2 separate regions of the Gossypium arboreum genome follow, and region 2 is linked to region 1. Evidence: chromatin contacts called from public Hi-C data. All regions are on one chromosome and are shown on one strand. The core of a region is the stretch at or near the end of the contact, and the rest is flanking DNA. Distances in the headings are between cores, read along the strand shown. Region 1 holds the start of LOC108476091 (myosin-binding protein 2). Region 2 overlaps LOC108475989 (putative clathrin assembly protein At2g01600).

What was found. A called contact is a pair of places that touch in the nucleus more often than the background predicts.
Region 2: a Hi-C map of leaf shows a contact between it and region 1, with 2.5 times the contacts expected there. The contact joins the enhancer-like site here to the promoter of LOC108476091 in region 1. A contact is called at or near these places in 2 of 5 Hi-C or Micro-C datasets (both in leaf).

What each region holds. Positions count from the first base shown.
Region 1 is chr3:30,931,574-30,934,389 of ASM2569848v2, reverse strand. LOC108476091 (myosin-binding protein 2) reads left to right here and starts at 1,357. Exons shown (of 3, transcript XM_053025639.1): 1 at 1,357-2,816. The coding sequence starts at 1,835.
Region 2 is chr3:30,965,247-30,968,062 of ASM2569848v2, reverse strand. LOC108475989 (putative clathrin assembly protein At2g01600) reads left to right here. Exons shown (of 14, transcript XM_053025640.1): 12 at 75-402; 13 at 511-632; 14 at 989-1,609. The coding sequence ends at 1,342. Among protein-coding and RNA genes, the nearest start is that of LOC108475989, 11 kb to the left of the region's middle. Within about 2 kb of position 1,397, at least 1 of the 2 cell types and tissues checked has an H3K27ac peak or open chromatin away from gene starts, as enhancers often do. A contact at or near this core is called in leaf, where this site is marked.

The DNA of each region.
Region 1 (2,816 bases), core at 108-2,607:
CTCAAAATAGAACAAGAACGAATGAAAATAAATCTAACTTAAGAAAGAGAAAACTAAACTGAAATTAAAAGACTAATTCTAGGCTAAGTGAATGGTGTCTTTTCCATATGAGAAAGGAGCCTATTTATAGATCTCAGGTGGTCGTCTTCCTTAACCCTAAGTTAGCTGACATTCCCGAGCTCTAAGTTTGATTTTACAGACCAAAACGCCCCTTGGTTCGTGTCTTAATTTCGTCCAGAGTTGATGTCGCGACACACCAAGACCTGTGTCACGACAAATGAGTCAGTATACTCCCCTTGTGGTATCTTCAGGGGTATGTCGTGACACCCTTAAGCTGTGACGCGACATCGAAGGTACTTTCATGATTTCTCCATTTTGTTCCTTATGTTGCGACATCGAACCTTCCATGTTGTAACGTAGTGACCAGTATTGATTTGGCATACCTTTTAATGGTCTCCTACACACTTATAAAGTTCATTAGCTCACCCTTAGGCCTCATTTGACCCCTAAGGTCAATAAAAGACTCATTTGCCACATTTTATTAACTTAACGGAAATTTAAGAAAACATAATTAAACTTAATTAAAATGCTTGTCTTTAAGCTCCTAAAGTGCGGATATTAGATTAATCTGCAACATCGAATTACGACAGATCAGTATTCTTATGACCTGAAAATTTTTTCATGGAAAAGGCGGGACGAACTGCAGGTTTTATCTTGGAATTCTCGAGTTTTTAGAAAATTATTAAACTTTTTTCAATTTTTTCAAATTTCAATCCAACCATTTTTTTTATCTAACAGTTAAATTTAATTTTTCAAATTAACAAAACTTTTTTTAATGTAGTGGTTGTTGATGTGGCATGGAGGGAGGGGAAAGTGCACCCCATAGCAAATATAAGTCTAGTAGGACGCGCTTTTACCACATGTACAAAATTGACATATTTCCTTAAATTTAAAAATGCGAGATATTTTGAACGCGCTTTCATTATTTGTAAAAAATCAATTAATTTCTTTAAATTAAAAGAAAACATATCTCTCATTTTCAATTAAAACGATATTTTTACCTAATTTTACCTAAAAATTGAGTGAAAATAGTTTATTTATTTATTTATCTTCTTATACTAAATGCAAGAAAAAGAATAACCTGGTTGAGAGCTGAGGGATAAATATATGAAATAAAATCAAAACAAAATAAGTAAAAAAAGGAAAGAAAGAGCATCTGGTAACAAACATGGCTTCTAAATGGACCCCACTCTTGTCCACTAATTCATTGCTACAAAGCTTTGGTGGGCCATTCCATTTTAATTTCTTTTTCCAATTTTGATTACATTATTCACAATGAATTTACACTTTATTTTAATTTTTTAGAAACAAAATAACATAATAAAAGAAAATTACATCATACAAACATACCCTTTTTTTTTTTTTTTGAGGGGTCGAAGATTGGAATCTGGACCAAACATTGATACTCTGGTCATCCGATTCACCATTTTGTTTTGCTTCTTTCTCTTGTTGATCTGTTTTCAGATCTGAATACCTTGGAAACTCTCATACTCATACTCAGCCTACAGTCTTTTTTAACATCATAGGTATTTTTATGGATATTGTGAGAAATGTTTGCCCATTTATTATTTCCTTTTAAGGCCCTTTCATTGCTTCCTTCTAATACTACTCTTTCTTATTCAAAACCCTTAAATCTCTCTTCCTCTTCCTCTTCCTCTCGTTCTTATCTAACAAATACTACCCTTTCTTTGTTTCTTTGTTTCGTTTTGCTTTTGTTCCTTTTCACGACTCGCCAAGTCTCTCTGTACATAGAACAAACCAAAGAACTCCATTAATGGCTGCAAATAAATTTGCAACCATGTTGCATAATAATACAAACAGGGTCACTCTTGTTCTTGCATATGCATTGCTGGAATGGGTTCTCATCCTTCTTCTCCTTCTCAATTCTCTCTTTTCTTATCTGATCATCAAATTTGCTGATTACTTCGGTCTTCAAAGGCCTTGCCTTTGGTGTACTAGGCTTGATCATATCTTTGACCCATCCAAGTACAACAATTCTTATAGGGATCTTGTTTGCGATGGTCATGCCAACGAGATTTCTAGACTGGGTTATTGTTCATCCCATCGGAAACTAGCCGAGTCTCGAGATATGTGTGAGGATTGCTTGTCCTCATCACGGTCGGATTGTTGTGACTTGTCAAAGAAGTTAGCTTTTTTCCCATGGATGAAGCAGGTCGGTTTGATTCAAGATGGTGGCGATAAAGTGATGGAAAATAGTGAAGTGAATTCCAAGTGTTCTTGTTGCGGTGTCATGTTGGAGAAAAAGTTGAACTTTCCTTATCTCTTGATTAAGCCTTCTTGGGAGGTTTTGGATTATCCCCACAAAGGTAATTTAATTACTGAAGATGGAGGATTTGATAATGTTGAAGATGAAGGCAATGCTTCAGATGGAGCCAAATCAGATGTTTTGGCTGATTTTCAGGAAGATAAACAAAGGGTTGAAGAAAACAATAGAGTTGAGATCTTATCTCATGGTGATGAGGATGAGGATGGGGGTGAGGGTGAGGGTGTTGGAGGAGAACTGGGAAAAGAGGAGTTTTCATGTTTTATTTCTAGTTTTGATTGCAATCAAATGGCTACCAATGAAGATGATGTGATCTTAGAGAAAGATCTGGTATCAATGGAAGAAGAAAAAGAAGGAAACTTAAATGTGTTAATGGATGGCCCTGAGTTGACTCAAGTCGCTTGTAGCAAAGAGGAGTCTCTTGAAATTCAACCTAAGCATCTGGAGTTCTACATCGAAGGGGATGGTTGCC
Region 2 (2,816 bases), core at 148-2,647, 34 kb before region 1:
GTTTTTTCCCTTTTCTTTTCTTTAAAAAAAGATATTGGTATATGCTATAAGAACTAATGGTCCATTGTTTACAGCTTCAATTAACATACAGACCTGAGGAAGGCCCTTCTGAAGATACTAAATTATCCAATGATGAACCTGAGCCATCTGCTCCTGCTGATGAAAATGCAGCTTTCACTGTTGAGACTGCTCCCCCTCCCCCTCCCCCAACTCAGACCAACATGGACACTGGAGATTTATTGGTAATGTTTCTTTTGGAGTTCCATAATGTTATCCTACTTTTCTACTTCATTTTTTTTATTGCATATTGGTGGGTTCAGGGATTGAATTATTCTGCACCTGATGCCTCAGCAATTGAGGAAAGCAATGCTTTAGCTCTAGCCATAGTGCCAACTGAATCTGGTAAATTATGTTTCTTTTTCTTTCTCTTTTTCTCCCTTAGTTAATGGTTGTCCTGATGGTCTTTGCTATTACCACAATTAGCTAAGGTGCAAAAGTTTTATTTTGCAGGTACTGCTTCAACATTTAATTCTAGTGCTGGTCAGCCTGTAGAATTTGATCCTACTGGATGGGAACTTGCCCTTGTCACCACACCAAGTACCGATATTTCTGCACCTACTGATAGGCAATTGGTATGCGCTTTCTGTGCTTTAACTTCTTATTTTGTTCTTATGTGTTGCTGTTGATTGGGGAATATAACACTTTACTGGCCAAGGCTTGTGATGGTTGAAAGGTTAGGATTTGGTTGAAATATTGCCAAAGAGAGGCTTCACTTATAACTTTTGAGAACTGCCTTACTATCTCCAGCCTTATTTGTTAATTTTGGAATTAGGGCATGTTAGTTCTGGTTTTACTTCTCTGGAAGTGATCATCTTTATTTCTCCCTGCGTTTTTGGATTGTTATATACTAAATGAGTGTAAATACATTGAAGACTTTCTGAACCCCGAGCAAACTTACCTAATTAAACTTGTGGCTGATAATTTTCAGGCTGGTGGATTGGACTCGCTCACTCTCAACAGTTTATATGATGAAGCAGCATATAGAGCTCAGCATCCTGCATATGGAACACCAGCTCCAAATCCATTTGAGGTACAAGACCCATTTGCCATGTCAAATAACGTTGCTCCCCCACCTGCAGTGCAAATGGCAGCAATAGCTCAACAACAAAACAATCCTTTTGGTGCTTACCAACCTGCTTATCAGCAGCAGCAGCAACAATTGATGATGAGCCCATCAAATCCATTTGGTGATACAGGGTTTGGGGCATTTCCGGTGAACCAAGTGGCCCCTGTTGGTCAACCACATGCTAATAATCCATTTGGAAGCACAGGCCTGTTGTAATGTTAAGTGTGAAGAGTTGGGTTTGTGGATTTTGGTTGGTTTGATCAGTTTGGGCATCTTTTTATGAGATGATGGAAAGAGTGGGTAGGTTGTGTTTTAGGCATACGATGAATGGCTTTCAGCAGCTATCTTTTATTACATTTTGTATGGGGTTGTAAAGTCAGTAGTTCAAAGATGTAATAATATCTTAGATGATCACTACAATTATTTTTGAAAATTCCCAGCCATGTGCATCTTTTGAAATGTCAATGAATCTATTCGAATTAACTGTTAGTTGACACTTAGGTATTGGATTGAGTTAAGTTGGATAATGATATAATGATTAAAATAATATATTTTTGTTTTATTTTTTTTTATTAATTGTCAATTTATTTGGTTTGTTGGGTTGAAAAATAGAAGGAAGTGAATGACTTCAATTTGATCTGTTCGGTGAACACATATCTTGTTGGTTGAACCAAAAAATAAATAAAGTACGACTTAGCTTTGCTGAGTCTGCTAGTAATTTAAAGGGCAAATTTCAATTTCACAAGTCAAGTGCATCGTATTCATGGTGATGACCTTATAATTAATATATGCTTACATTTGTACCTTCTATTTACCATTTTTTTAAATGTTTTCACAAAAATATTTACTACATTCTTAAAATGGAAAATCGTTGTTTGGGTATTTTAAAAATTTTAAAATTTTAAATAAGTAAAGGTAAATTTGCACTTTAGTTCCCCTAAAATTATGAAAATTTAATTTAATCATTTAAAAATTATAAGATATAGACTATTAAAATTAAAATTTTATTATCACCTCCTACAAAAATTTTCTGATTTACGTAAGTATTTGAATTTATAATTTCTAATTATTTAGTTTTTAATTTATTTTTAAATTTAACTGGTAGCTAAAATTGAAGATAGTAAATTAAGTTGGTACTTTTTATTGATATTTGACTAGCACCATTAAATTTTAGGTTGACAACCAATAGAATGTTAAAACATGTTGCAAAATAAAAATAATAATATTTTTTGAAAATTTAAAAATGTAAAAATTAGGATATTTATTTATTTTTATTTTACATGCATAATGCATATGGGTGACCATTTTTCTAGATTCATTTTGAATTTTAGTAATTTTATATTTTTTATAATTTCAAAAATAACCATAAACAAAAACAAACTCCTATAATTTATTAATTTTCAACTTTTTATTTTTATATTTTTAAATTTTTTCTTGATTTTAGGTTTTATTTTATTTTATTGATTTCATGTTCACAATAAATCTAGAGAAATGATTGTCCAAATTTAAATGAACATAGACAATCATTTGTTTAGGTTCATTCTGAACATATATTTCTCTAGGAATTTTATATTTTTACAATTTCAAAAATAATAATATAAAAATAGTTTTATAATAAATTCCAGATTTAAAATAAATATAATTTTATTACTTAAGTAATAAATCATTTTGAAATGAATTTAATTTTTAT